2 separate regions of the Zea mays genome follow, and region 1 is linked to region 2. Evidence: chromatin contacts called from public Hi-C data. All regions are on one chromosome and are shown on one strand. Each heading gives the region's core, a stretch centred on a gene start, on an enhancer-like site or on the middle of the called end of the contact. The rest is flanking DNA. Distances are from core to core; before and after follow the strand shown. Region 1 holds the start of LOC114669714. Region 2 overlaps LOC100282248 (TBC domain containing protein).

Evidence for each region. Hi-C and Micro-C count contacts between places; a contact is called where the count stands out from the background.
Region 1: a contact with region 2 is called in a Hi-C map of root tip, with 2.3 times the contacts expected there. The contact joins the promoter of LOC114669714 here to the enhancer-like site in region 2. A contact is called at or near these places in 7 of 25 Hi-C or Micro-C datasets (bundle sheath, ear, leaf and 2 more).

Annotation. Positions count from the first base shown.
Region 1 is chr1:307,764,568-307,770,910 of Zm-B73-REFERENCE-NAM-5.0, forward strand. It overlaps LOC114669714, which reads left to right and starts at 3,664. Exons shown (of 2, transcript NM_001369823.1): 1 at 3,664-4,344; 2 at 4,424-5,059. The coding sequence starts at 3,715. The coding sequence ends at 4,879.
Region 2 is chr1:307,696,152-307,703,344 of Zm-B73-REFERENCE-NAM-5.0, forward strand. It overlaps LOC100282248 (TBC domain containing protein), which reads left to right. Exons shown (of 11, transcript NM_001155160.1): 9 at 5,010-5,267; 10 at 5,363-5,446; 11 at 5,539-5,841. The coding sequence ends at 5,559. Among protein-coding and RNA genes, the nearest start is that of LOC100282248, 10 kb to the left of the region's middle. Within about 2 kb of position 5,185, at least 3 of the 20 cell types and tissues checked have an H3K27ac peak or open chromatin away from gene starts, as enhancers often do. A contact at or near this core is called in root tip, where this site is marked.

The sequences.
Region 1 (6,343 bases), core at 2,414-4,913, 67 kb after region 2:
TCATAAATGTTCACATCATGTTCATTGATTAAGTTAAGGCAGTAACAACATGCTAACCATGATAACCCCAAAAGGTAAACAAGTATAAAGTAAATAGAAAGCTAGTTAATCCTTAGGTTTAAGTAATGTAATGCGGGACAGTGAATCATAAAGTATGTAGGATATAATAGGACATAGGACACTTGCCTTCACCAGGTTGTTGCTCAGGGAGGTCTCCAACAACATACTCAGGAACCTCGGACTGCTCGTTGTCTAAATAAAGCGAGCATGCATTCAATACATTTGGAAAGTACAAATGAACATCACACCAAACATGTACAAACATTGGAACACATCTTAAAAAGACACAACACTACATAAGGGATAATAAATTCAAAGTATAACATAAACTATAACATACATTGACTTTATTTGAAAATAGATTACTATTTCACCTAGGTGTTACTTACAAGTACATAAACATAGTTCAACTTATTTTATTATGACCTAAAATTTAGAACAGAGGTAAACTCATGTAATACACATTATTAATCTCACAAGCTTACACATGTTTAAATCTCTAAGGTTCTCCTTTTATTTATTTTATTAAATAAATAAAAATACATCTACATTAGTTCATATTCAATCCTAAAAATTAGAGTGTGCAGACAGTAAGTGAAACCATTTTATTTAAACAGAGAATAATTCTATGAACATTTTGCAATTTGAATCACTAAATTTGGAGTTCATATGCAAAAGTTATGAAATAAACAAGTTTGGGAATTCAAAATATGAAATTAGGGCTAATTCTGTGAATATTTAAAAGTCCAAGGCTAAATCTACAAGATTACAGGGGCTTGCGCGCGAAAACCAGGGACGACTGATTGATTTCCAGTAAACCGAGGGTCTCTTTAAGAAAACTATCGCGCGAAGGGGTATCAGGTGAATCTAACCGTCAGATCTAAAATCAACGGCTGAGATTAGATCTGCGGCCGAGGGCGCGCGTGCGAGAGCGGGCGAGTGCTGACAGGTGGGCTAGGGAGTGTAAGCGACAGAGGGGGAGAGCGCGCTAACCGAGCGGGCCCAGCGCCAGAGGGTTTGGGCGCTGACAGGCGGGCCAGGGCGTCAGGGCGCGCGTGCGCGAAGCGTTATCCGTGATCTGAGCCGTGCAATCTAAATCGGACGGAGGGGATCAGACCAGGGAGAACGGACGACTGCGGGCGGCACTGCTCCTCTCCGCGGCGGTGGGGTCACCGGAGTTGAGGCTGGCGCGGACTAGGGTGGCTCCGGGGTCGCCGAAGTTGGGCAGAGAGGGAGAGGGCGCCACGACGAACTCAATGGCGGGGAAGAGGCCATCAATCCACGGGCAGAGAGGGTAGAACGGCGGTGAGAAGGTCTCGGGCGGGACGGAGTAACTCCGGTGAGCCATTCCGGCCACGGGGAGGGGACTTAAGGCGCGCTAAGGCCTGGGCTAGCTTCAGCAGAGGCCGAGACACCTTAGGGACCTACTCCGGGGAACTAGACCAGGCTAAATCGGCCGGCCACCGCGCGAGCACGGCGGATCGCCGCGGCCGAGCACCGGCGAAGGTGAAATTGGCCGAACATAGGGCGCAATAAGGGAAATTGGGCACGGAGATGGGTGTCTCACCTTAGGGCAGAGCTCGAGGAGGCTTGGAGCAGTCTCCGGCGAGCTAGATGGCCGGGAACGCGGGCGCGGGTCTTCGGCGGCGGCTGGCGGCGTGGGCAGAGCGCGAGAGAGGGTGAAGCTGTGCGAAATGAGGCGAGGGGTGTGCGCGGGGCACTGGCGGGGCTCTAAGAAGGGAGCTAGGCGCGTGGGCGGGCGTCGTGGCCGAGAAATCCGGCGACGTGCACGAGTGCGCACGCGCCGGTCCACGGCGAGCGCGGAGGGGGCGGAACTGATAGGGCAGGCCCACTGCGCAGAGAGAGAAGAAAGGGGCGCGTGGGGCAACGACTCGGCGACTGGCGATCCAGGCCCGCGAGACAGAGAGAGAGGGAGCGCGCGGGTGAAGAAAACTGGCGCCGACAGGTTGGCCCCAGCGGGCAGAGAGCGGGAGAGAGAGCGTGCGCGGGAGAGGGGAACTGCCGCTGACAGGCGGGGTCCGCCTGTCAGGCGGCGCGGGCGCGCGGCCTGGCTGGGCCGAGCTGGGCTGGTTTGGGCCGCTTTCCCCTTTTCTTTTTCTCTGGATGTTCTAATTCCTTTTCTATTTCTTTTCTCTAGGGTTTTCAAATCCAAATTCAAACTAGGTTTCAAATTCAAATAAATTCAAACTTGTGCAACACTTCAAAGAATATTTTAAGCTCAGCATGATGCAACATGTCATGACCCATAAGGTTTTGGCAAAAATAAATAATTAACCTCCACTAGTTTAAGCTATTTCTAATCAAAAGGAAAAAGGGGGAAAGAATCTAGAGAGAGAGAAAGCCTAGAGTGAGAAAAAGAAGAGTAACACATGATTTTGGGTGATAATTAGAAAGAAATTTTATACCCACAAAATCAGGGTGTTACAGATAGATGGCTCTGCACTGGTACCTCAAGTCTTTTTTCATCGTATAAGGCATATGTTCACATGGCTAGAGATGAGTGGACCCACCCAATTTTTTCTTGGTTATAGAAAACAAAATGCCAGCCTAAACACAAGGTTTTCTTTTGATTACTGATTAAGGACACATTAAACACTCGTTCATTCCTTAGACGTTGATCAATGCACATGGACTCCTACACTTGTGATAATTGCATACTGCAGCACGAAGAGGCGATACTCCATCTATTCCTTAGATGCAATTTTGCTAGAAGATGTTGGGTTATAATATGTATCACCCCGTCAAGCACAGCTGATCTAGTACATGCTTTATTGAGGATCAGAGTGAGATCGAAAGTACCATGGAGAATGGAAATTATCATAATCATGTCCTGGTGTATTTGGAGGAGTAGGAATAACTGGATATTCAACGAGATCCCGACGTAGGTGGAAACGTGCAGGGAGATGTTCAAGAGTGAAATGAGACTCATTTGCCACAGGATTAAGTCAGAGGTAGACGATAGAATTAGAAGTTGGATACAACACTCTATAACATAGTGGTATGCTACTCCATCTTGTAAATTTTACATACTTATCCCAGAAACAATAAAAATATTGTAGGCACATCCTACAGTAACTTACTATGGAAAAAACACGCTCTAACGTATTGGATCCAAACTTAGCTAAGGGCATCCTTGTCAGAAATATACAGGTAACACGTCATATGCTTTTTAGAAAAGAAAAAAAAGGCACTGATTCTACGGACGATCGAATCCAATGGCGCATCTGTTTTATGTTAGCTAAAGTTGTTGGAAACGGCAGAAAATAGTAAAACAAAATGAAAAACAAGCCGTATGTAATCGGCAATAAAATGAGCGGCATGTCTGTGTCGGGCGCCCACCGTATCCCTCTGCACCAGCTCCGCGCGTGCCCCGCTCGATCCCAGGAAGTACGGAGCTGTACGGCACGCGACAGGGTACGGAGGCGCGCGTGGCCTCCCCGTTCCCGCCTCGTGGCCTGCAAGGTCAATGGCGCCCGGATTGATCGACGGCCGAGCTAGTCTTGCATCATGATGTGCGCTCCACAATGGACATGCAACTGCTCCTCCTATAAAAAGGCCTGCAGAAGCTCATCGCAAGTCCACATCCACACACATACTGACACAAACAGAAAGCTCCAATCCAATCCAAGAGAAATGTCTCCGAGAGCAGTCATCATCGTCCTCTGCCTCCTGTCCGCCTCACCCTCACGGTTTGCCGCCGCCGATGGCGCTGGCGCAGATGAATGCGGTGGTCCTGCGGTCGGGGGCAGATGCCACAGCGTCGCCCGCGCGCTGCGCCTGAAGCTAATCGCCATCCCGTCGATCCTGCTCGCCAGCGTGGTGGGCGTGTGCCTGCCGCTCTTCTCCCGCTCCGTCGTCCCCGCGCTCCGCCCCGACGGCAACCTGTTCGCCGTGGTGAAGGCCTTCGCGTCGGGGGTCATCCTCGGCACCGGCTACATGCACGTGCTGCCGGACTCGTTCAGCGACCTCAGCTCGCCCTGCCTGCCCCGGAAGCCCTGGGCGGAGTTCCCCTTCACGGCGTTCGTCGCCATGCTCGCCGCCGTGTCCACGCTCATGGTAGACTCGCTCATGCTCTCGTTCCACGGCCGGGGCAAGGCCAAGAGGAGCGCTGCTGCGGTCACGCACCATAATCATGGAGGCCAATACCATGACAGCCCTCCGGTGCACGGGCACGGGCACGGGCATCTAGACATGAGTGAGGGTGAGACGGACGTCGAGGCCGGCGTGGCGCAGCAGCTTTGCAGGAACCGTGTCATTGTTCAGGTAAACCGATGGATCCTTTCCTTTCCTTTCCTTGCCGATCGATCGATCTGACTCTGACCTCGCTCGGCACGGCATGCAGGTCCTGGAGATGGGCATCGTGGTGCACTCGGTGGTGATCGGCCTCAGCATGGGCGCGTCGCAGAACGTGTGCACCATCCGGCCGCTCGTGGCGGCGCTCTCCTTCCACCAGCTCTTCGAGGGCATGGGCCTCGGCGGGTGCATCCTGCAGGCGGAGTACGGCGCCAAGATGAGGTCGGGGCTGGTGTTCTTCTTCTCCACCACCACGCCGTTCGGCATCGCGCTGGGGCTGGCGCTCACCAAGGTGTATAGCGACACCAGCCCCACGGCGCTCATCGTCGTCGGGCTGCTGAACGCGGCGTCGGCCGGCCTGCTCCACTACATGGCGCTCGTCGACCTCCTCGCCGCGGACTTCATGGGGCCCAAGCTGCAGAGCAGCGTCAGGCTGCAGCTCGTCTCCTTCCTGGCCGTGCTAATGGGCGCCGGCGGCATGTCCGTCATGGCCAAGTGGGCGTAGCTTCATCGATCAGGTTCAGCTGCCGTTGGTATTGTATATTGATATTCTCTGTGTTTGCTCACGCTTGCATTGCATGTTCAGTCGCATTAAGTAGCAGTATTTTAGTTGTAAATATTACTTACTACTGGGAGGTGCATGGGCCTGATTTACTAGTCCAGTAACAAGACTTGAGAGTTTTGGTTAAAAAAAAAAAAGAGTCCAAAACAAGCGCCGAATCATCCGGTGCTTGTAATGCATGACTACCCTGCCTCAACAGGGGCAGCTGGGCTCGCAATCTTGTCAACAGGCCGGCCAGCCCAGGAATGCAGCACAACAGAGCGAGGCAGGACAGCATCGCAATCCATTCACTGAACCTGGAGCCGTAAAAAGGTGGATATCAATCAATCAACCCATATACAAAGAGAGAGCGGGTAGGGTAAATTTGACCCACGCGTCTTAAAAAAATATATTATTATCATTTATTTTAATTTTAGTTTAGTTTATCATATAATTTTCTTTAGCAACAAACTAAATTTTTCTATATTTTTATAAATATTTTAAATAAGACAAACCGAGTAAATTAAATACCAAAAAAGTCAAATGACATTCTTTGGGAGACGGAGTGAGTAGTATGTACGAGTATTGACATAAATAGGTCAGATAATATATTTTTTTTTCTCATTCACTAATAAAACAAAGGAGTGCGATCAGGCTGCTTTATTTGTATTATTATCGGTTCTGTGCTGTCTATTGGGCACACGACATGTATATTATACATAGCACACAAAAGAGCTGCCAACGTTTTCCAATCAAATGTCAGCGAAAAATGTCGTGCGATTATACTTCACATACAACCTCTATACAATCAAACTATCGAAAAAAGCATAATTGTTTTTTAAAAGGTGTACTATATTATTTACTCAATTAATATATCGAATAAAACTATCTTATTTACCTTATATTAAGAGATATAAAAAAATAAAATTCTATCTAAAATGGAAGATTTAAAAACAGTAGAATTTTCTTTTATATCTTTTAACCTAGGATAAATTAGAAAACAATTATTATTTTTTTGAATCATCCGTAATTTGGAATGGAGGGGAATAAGTCAAAGCTGATGACACGCTGAGCCGACCGCACTAAATCAACGCCACCGCCGCCTGTATCCGAACCCAGATGCGTTCACACATCCCTCCCACTGCCTGGTGGTCCCAGCGCCACATCATCCCTGTTCATCGTCGTGTCGGCATTCGCCATTGGCTAACTCCCTACACCATTCCCACGGTCAAGGCTGGGCTGGGCGACTTATCTCTGCCGACTGGGTCCCGGCCCCTGGGCCCGAACGTGACGTCACCGCCGTGACGTAGCGCGCCTGGTCACGGTCACGGCCCCGGCTCGCTTGATTACTTCACACAGTTGACAGTCTCCGTCTCCGTCCGCCACTACCCTGCGCTGCGCTGCGCTTGAAAGGCGCACGTTCTTCTC
Region 2 (7,193 bases), core at 3,935-6,434:
GCGCGGCCCGATTCGCCGACCCAGCCGTCGTCTATCACCGCCGCGAGCCGACCATACCCGACGCCCCGGCGATGCGCTCCGAGTCGTCCATATACCACCCGGTCGCCATCCATCGCGAACCCGGGCACGTCCACCCGATGGTGACTCGGCGCGCCGCTGGCGTTCTCCGCCCCGTCGACCGGCTGATCCTGGCAGCTACTACGTCCAGCACCCCACCCGACGCTTCCCCGGTGCCCTCCTCCGTTCGCACTGCCCTCGCCGACCCACATTGGCGTCGGGCTATGGAGGAGGAGTATGCGGCCCTCTTGGCCAACCACACCTGGGACCTGGTGCCGCGTCCACCAGGCACCAATGTGGTCACCGGCAAGTGGCTATTTCGCCACAAGCTGACCTCGGATGGCTCCCTCGACCGCTACAAGGCCCGTTGGGTCCTTCGGGGCTTCACACAGCGCCCCGGAGTGGACTACGACGAGACCTTCAGCCCCGTCGTCAAGTTCGCCACTGTTCGCGCCGTCCTCTCCCTCGCCCTCTCCCGCGACCGGGCGATCCATCAGCTCGATGTCAAGAATGCCTTCCTCCATGGCACTCTGACGGAGACTGTCTACTGCAGCCAGCCCACCGGCTTCGTCGACGCCGACCGTCCGGATCTGGTCTGTCGGCTGAACCGGTCCCTGTACGGCCTCAAGCAGGCGCCACAGGCATGGTACAGTCGCTTCGCCTCCTACCTGGCCTCCATCGGCTTCGTTGAGGCCAAGTCGGACACGTCCCTGTTCATCTACCGGCGCGGCGACGACACCGTCTACCTCCTGCTCTACGTCGACGACATTGTGCTCACGACATCCACCGCCGACCTTCTACACCGCACGATCGTCGCCCTTCAGCGGGAGTTCGCGATGAAGGACCTGGGGCCCCTCCACCACTTCCTCGGCATCACCGCCGAGCGTCGGCCCCAGGGTCTCTTCCTCCACCAGCGCCAGTACGCCATCGACATCCTGGAGCGGGCTGGCATGTCTGACTGCAAGCCCTGCTCCACGCCTGTCGACACTCAGGCGAAGCTCTCTGAGGACGACGGGCCTCCGGTCGCCGACGCGACGTCCTACCGGAGCCTGACCGGCGCGCTCCAGTACCTCACCTTCTCCAGGCCCGACATCGCGTACGCCGTCCAGCAGGTGTGCCTGCATATGCACACTCCGCGGGAGCCCCATCTCACCGCGCTCAAGCGGATTCTGCGCTACCTCCGCGGCTCCCTCGACTACGGCCTCCTACTCCGACCATCCCTGACGGCGGAGCTCGTGGTCTACACCGACGCTGACTGGGCTGGCTGCCCCGACACGCGTCGGTCCACCTCCGGTTACGCCGTGTTCCTGGGCGCCAACCTCGTCTCTTGGGCCGCCAAGCGACAGCACGTCGTCTCTCGCTCCAGCGCTGAGGCCGAGTACCGTGCCGTGGCCAACGGCGTGGCAGAGGCCTCCTGGCTGCGCCAGCTCCTCCACGAGCTCCACAGTCCCCTCCAGCGCGCCACCCTCGTTTACTGCGACAACGTCAGCGCGGTCTACCTCTCCACCAACCCCGTGCAGCATCAGCGCACCAAGCACGTGGAGATTGACCTGCACTTCGTCCGCGAGCGTGTCGCTGCCGGTGACGTTCGGGTTCTCAGCGTCCCCACCACGCTGCAGTTCGCCGACATTTTCACCAAGGGGTTACCATCGAGTGTATTTTTAGACTTTCGATCCAGTCTCAACATCTGTACAGGATAGAGTTGTGACTGCGGGGGGGTGTTAGATACCCGTCTCTTGTAATGGGCCTGGCCCAGTTATTTGGTCTATTAATACACTGCCCAACCCTATTCTAGGGTTAGGGTTTTTCCCATTCAACTGATGGCAGAAAAGAAAGGTACTGGTCTGACACACAAAACCCAATTCATATGCTAGAGCTAGACCTAAAGTAATGATCTACAAGCAGTGATTGAAGAAGATCCAGCATGGCTAAGCAATCGTCATCTGCTAGTTTGAGAAGCTGTCAGGAGAAAACAGTGTTACAAAAGCATTAATACAAAGAGATTTAGTTTCGAGGTATCATCAAAGATCTTAAAAGTCATAAGATTTAATACGAATGATTACACTACACCCTTTAGAATTCTTTTAACCACTAAGAATTATTTCTCCAAACACAGTTTACATAAATGCATATTCCATAAGTAGCTCATCAGGATCTAAATAATAAATAAAAAGGTGCTGAGATGCTGAAGTACATCCATACATGCACTTTCGTGTCATTTTGTGGGATAACAAAGTATTCTTAGTGGAAAATTCAGAACAACAGAATTACCAACTGTAAAGAGATTAATGAGGGCTCATTTTGAGCAATCAATGTCCACAGTTTCTCCTTCAGAATGGCACCATCTGCATATTCATCAAACCATATTTGAGGCAAAATATGCTAGCAAGCATACAAAAAAGGCACGTGGATACAAGAAATTGTGGAAAACCTGCTTTTGTATCAACAACACTACAACAGCAAGCCTCAATACTGCAAAGAGTGCATAGATTCCATCCAACTGCTGTGTTGTCTTGCTGATGCATGGGTGCGGACGGGGTTGCTGGCGGTCTGGAAGGAGTCCATGCTGTAGAACTGGGCAGGAAGTCAACCAGCAAACTTGTGCATTGGTGACCCATTATTCCACATGCGAATCATACAGGTAATTCAAGCTCAAATTTTAACTGAGGCCTACTTTATGTTGCATATTCTTTGGTTTTACTAAGCTAAAAAAGGTAGAAGCATATAAAAATGAATTCAATTACGGTAATAAGATGTGACACTTTTATCTATATTTATCTATAAAAAGATAGACCTGAAAGTCAACACAGGTTCTGTTGTTAATTGGGACAAAAAAAGCAAAACAAAAACATATGTATATACTAAAATGTGCAAGACCAAAGGAACAAACGTACAAGGGTTGATAGTCACCATGAAGCAAAAATGGATTTTATTGGTAACTTGGCACTGAATTAACCAACTTGCTGACTGAAGTCAGGTTTAGAGAAAAAGGAATGGGTTTGTACCTGCTTGAATTGTACATCTTCTTCCTCCTTGCTTCGGTCCGCAAAACTTAGATTAAGTATTGGTCATGAACTTGTAATGTTTCCCAACAGAACAAACATATCACTGGGTGCTGACCTGAGAGGAACGTGATGGGGGAGCTGCAGGGCGGCCATGGCCGGAGGTGGAAAGCAAGCCCGACGAGCCCGAGCTTGACCTAGGTGATGGCTGCCACGAGTACCATCCACATGGATAAACACAATAATGTGCACACTTGGAACTACTTAATTCCCATGTCAAAGTTAAGATAATATGCATGCTAGTAGTTAGAACATGATCAAAGGTAGAAGAAAGCTTAAATTCACTGTGCTCGTAATCTCATATGGGCATAGCAAGGCATTACCCAGGTCTTCTTTCCCTACATAGGACAGACATGATTTGATGCCTGAAAAGAATATCCTCGATTCTTGAGAGCCTATGAGCAGACAAATGGCGAGAAAATTATAGTATCAGCCATCCTCGATATTCACTACTCTGCATGGTCAATCTGCAACTGGCATGAGTACAACAGCCAACAAAAAAGTTCTTGTACAAATAACTGAAGCATATGCGCTGGACTACTCACTACTGGAGAAGCACCAAGGGTTAGCTGCATTTAAAGGCTGTAGCCGAATCAACCCAGTCTTCTTCGAAGAAGACGCCGTGCAACATTCAGAGCAACAATAGTGTATGTGCAGTAGCCAAACCATTACCAAAGTAAGCAAGGGATTATCATCGAATGACATAGGGGGATTAGTTGAACGCGGAAAGAATTTCGCCTTCGATGTCGAGTTCGTGACAACGTTGCTGCCTGAGACAACCAAACTGAACCCTCAGATCTGAACAGGGAGAACGAGCCAACGCCAATTGACTGGATCGGGCTGTGTGGGGTCCGTTCAGTGCCTACCTATGCTTCGCCTCACCATTCCCTCCGCCGGAGACATGGGGTCCATCTGTCATACGGCCGGTAGGCAGAATAGGGACCGACGGACATGGTCCGACGAGGCATCGTCGGCGGCGTTGAGAGCGAGAGTGTGGGAAGGTGCCGAGACAGAGTGTGGAGAGGAAGGAGAGCGCGGCCGTGAGATTCACCAAAAGTTAGGGTCTTAGCTCTTGGCCACGCCCATCCACGCCTGGCACTTGCGCGCCCGCCTGGTGGGCTTTCCTTTGCCTGGCGGACTGCGGAGGTAAGAGGTGGCGCCATCTGCCATGCCCTGCTGCGACGGAGCTGCTGCATCACGGTGGCTTGGCGAGACGACCTAACCCTAGCCGAGATGTGAGAGGATGAAGAGAGGGAGATGAGGCCTCGGTACTCGCCGCCGGCAACTGTTCGGCTACGGTAATTGGTGGAGGCAGATGGAGAACGATTTTTGGGATTCATGAGGGAGCGTTGGGAGATGGGATCGCCGATTGTGGGTAGTAGCGACGTCGCGCAGGTGGATGAGGGAGAGGTTGCGTCTGTGGTGGGGTGGGAGAACCGGAGAAGCAGCCAACGCACGCGTCCGTGGGAGCGGAGGGAGGAGACGCTGAGAAGAGGGAATGGGAATGGCAGAACAGGAAATGGTAGAACCAGGAATGACAGCCTACCCCTTGCTACCTTAATAAGTAGTAGAGATTGTAACCCTGATTCTACCAATGGTTATCATATTACTATCCTCTAGCAAAGGTGTCTAACAAGTAGATGGTTCTTGTATTTGCACAATGTTTCCTACCATGAAATTTATGGTTTCAGTGTTTTTTTTTCCTGAAACGTGCAGGAAGCTGTTTGTTGTTGTATTAATAGGTAGAAAAAACAACGGTTTGAGTACATGTCAATCCCACTGCTTGCCCTCCAAGCCATGCACTTGTATGGCTCAGTACATATCATCAAATATTCCCAGTATATATTAATCTTCTTACAAATAGCATTAAACTCTACATTGTATCTGCAGATGATGTGGGCTCTCGAATATGATCCTGGCATTTGCTCCACTTATGAAGAGGATAATACTGGGGCTGTGGTCCACAAAATTGAAGGAAAGGTAAAATCAATACGTCAGTTTGGTAAGTACGAGAGGGAGAATATGAAGAAGAGGGCAAACGATGGTGATGGACCTGTCCCTATTTCGGTCTTCCTGGTTGCTAGTGTCCTAAAAGAGAACAGTACAAAGCTTCTGCAAGAGGCTCGAGGGATTGATGACATTATTAGGGTAAGAAGCTAGCTCGAGGGATCACTTGTTCTTACACGTACATAAGTCTGGCTGTGGGATTTAGCCTCATGTAAATTGTTTTTTGCTTGGTTCAGATATTGAATAATGTTAATGGAAATCTGGACGCCAAAAGAGCTTGCGTTGTTGCACTAAAGCTTCATAGGAAGTATCACAAAAAGGTAAATTACCTGGTTTCCTCTTTATCTTTTTTTTTATATATATAAGTGAGGATTTGTGTCCCCCTGTTGCTAATCTTATGCAGTCTTGGTAGTTGCAGGAAAAGAAATCCTAACATCATATGGCGAGATTGCACGCAACACAACACTGGGACTTATATATTGCTTGTTTCTGTTCCTTTCATTTTCCCACTCACTGTATCGGAGGAAGAAGGTGGTTTACATATACAGTCGCGGGCGAGACCTCATAAATATAAGTGACTTATTGTATCTACAATATCAATGATCCACGTCCACAGCCTACTCAATTGTGAACATCAACCTAGTACATGATAATTTATTCACGATCACAATGGACTTGGCAAATATTATCCCATCAGTATTTGTCATGAACCTCAGTCTACTCTCGTATCATCTTAGGTTTTTGGATCCCTTCGTTTTGAAGGAACTGAAATTTACTTAATGGAGTAGGTTACTTGGTTTACATTCTACCACTTTTCAAAATTTAAATACAAGTATATCTCAAATTTATAGGATGATGAATGAAAATTGATTTTATATATCGATAGTCTATGTTTCTAATTTGTAACTTATAGCATGCTCTTCGGCTTGCTTCGCTACAGTAGAAATGTAACAAATAAATGTCTGCCACAATAGTATACAAATATATTATGTATAAAATTATATTAGTTTAATTGATCTATGTCTAAATTATGATTATTATAATTAAATTCAATTTCAAGGATCCAAACAGGACTTTTTTTTCTTTTGTGGTTTCATATACAAAGTATATTTAACGTTAGCGTCGGTCACCTTGTCTGAGACGAGGTGCTACTTAGGATGACGTAGACTATAGAGTCACCTGGTTGAGGCCCCCTTTGGAAGGCGGGGATGTTCTCTGTTTCCTGTGTTTTTCCTGCAAAAATAAACTAATTCCTGTAAAATTATGTTCATGTATGATTACTCTGAAATCTTGCATTCCAAAGGTGAAATTGCAGTTGTTGGGAAATTAGGATACCAAGGTCGAGCTCACTGCTGGTTAGGCCTATTCGCTGAGCAACAGGCTAAAATCTTTTTACTATTTAATTTTGAATAGTAAAAGAATTTTAATTCCTTCAATCCTCTTGCTCCAAAATAAGCCCTTAGAGCAACTTCAAAAGAACACAAAATCTGTTTGCTAAAACGTCTTATTAGGGCTGACGAAAAAATATGCTTGCTAAAAACAATTTAAATCTACATCAGACTGCTAATAACTACTACCTCCGTTCGGAAAAGAATGTCGTTTAACTTTTCTGAGATCAAGTTTCACTGACTCGTTTTATTAAAAAAATATAATTATCGTTTATTTTCACTCCGATTTAGTTTATCATACCATTTACTTTAACTATAAACTATTTTTTTCTATATTTTCACAAATATTTTGAATAATACGCACCGATCAAACTTGGTCTCAAAAATATCAAACAACATCGTTTCTGGGACAGGGAGCAATCCCTAATAATTTTGAAATAGATATCGTAGGTCATGGCTTGCCTATTTCGGCCAGCTCGTTTGCGTCATCGTTGTTCATAGCTCCTGTGCATCGTTGGTCATCCCTACATGCTACATTCCTACTGCAGATTGCTGGCATGCAAGTCGTGGGCGTGTGCTGCAATATATTTATGTATTGACGATCCAACATATGCACATGTGGCTTTACTTGTAGTAGGATGGTATCTTGCTCTGGCATAGGCTCAATAAGTAATTGCGC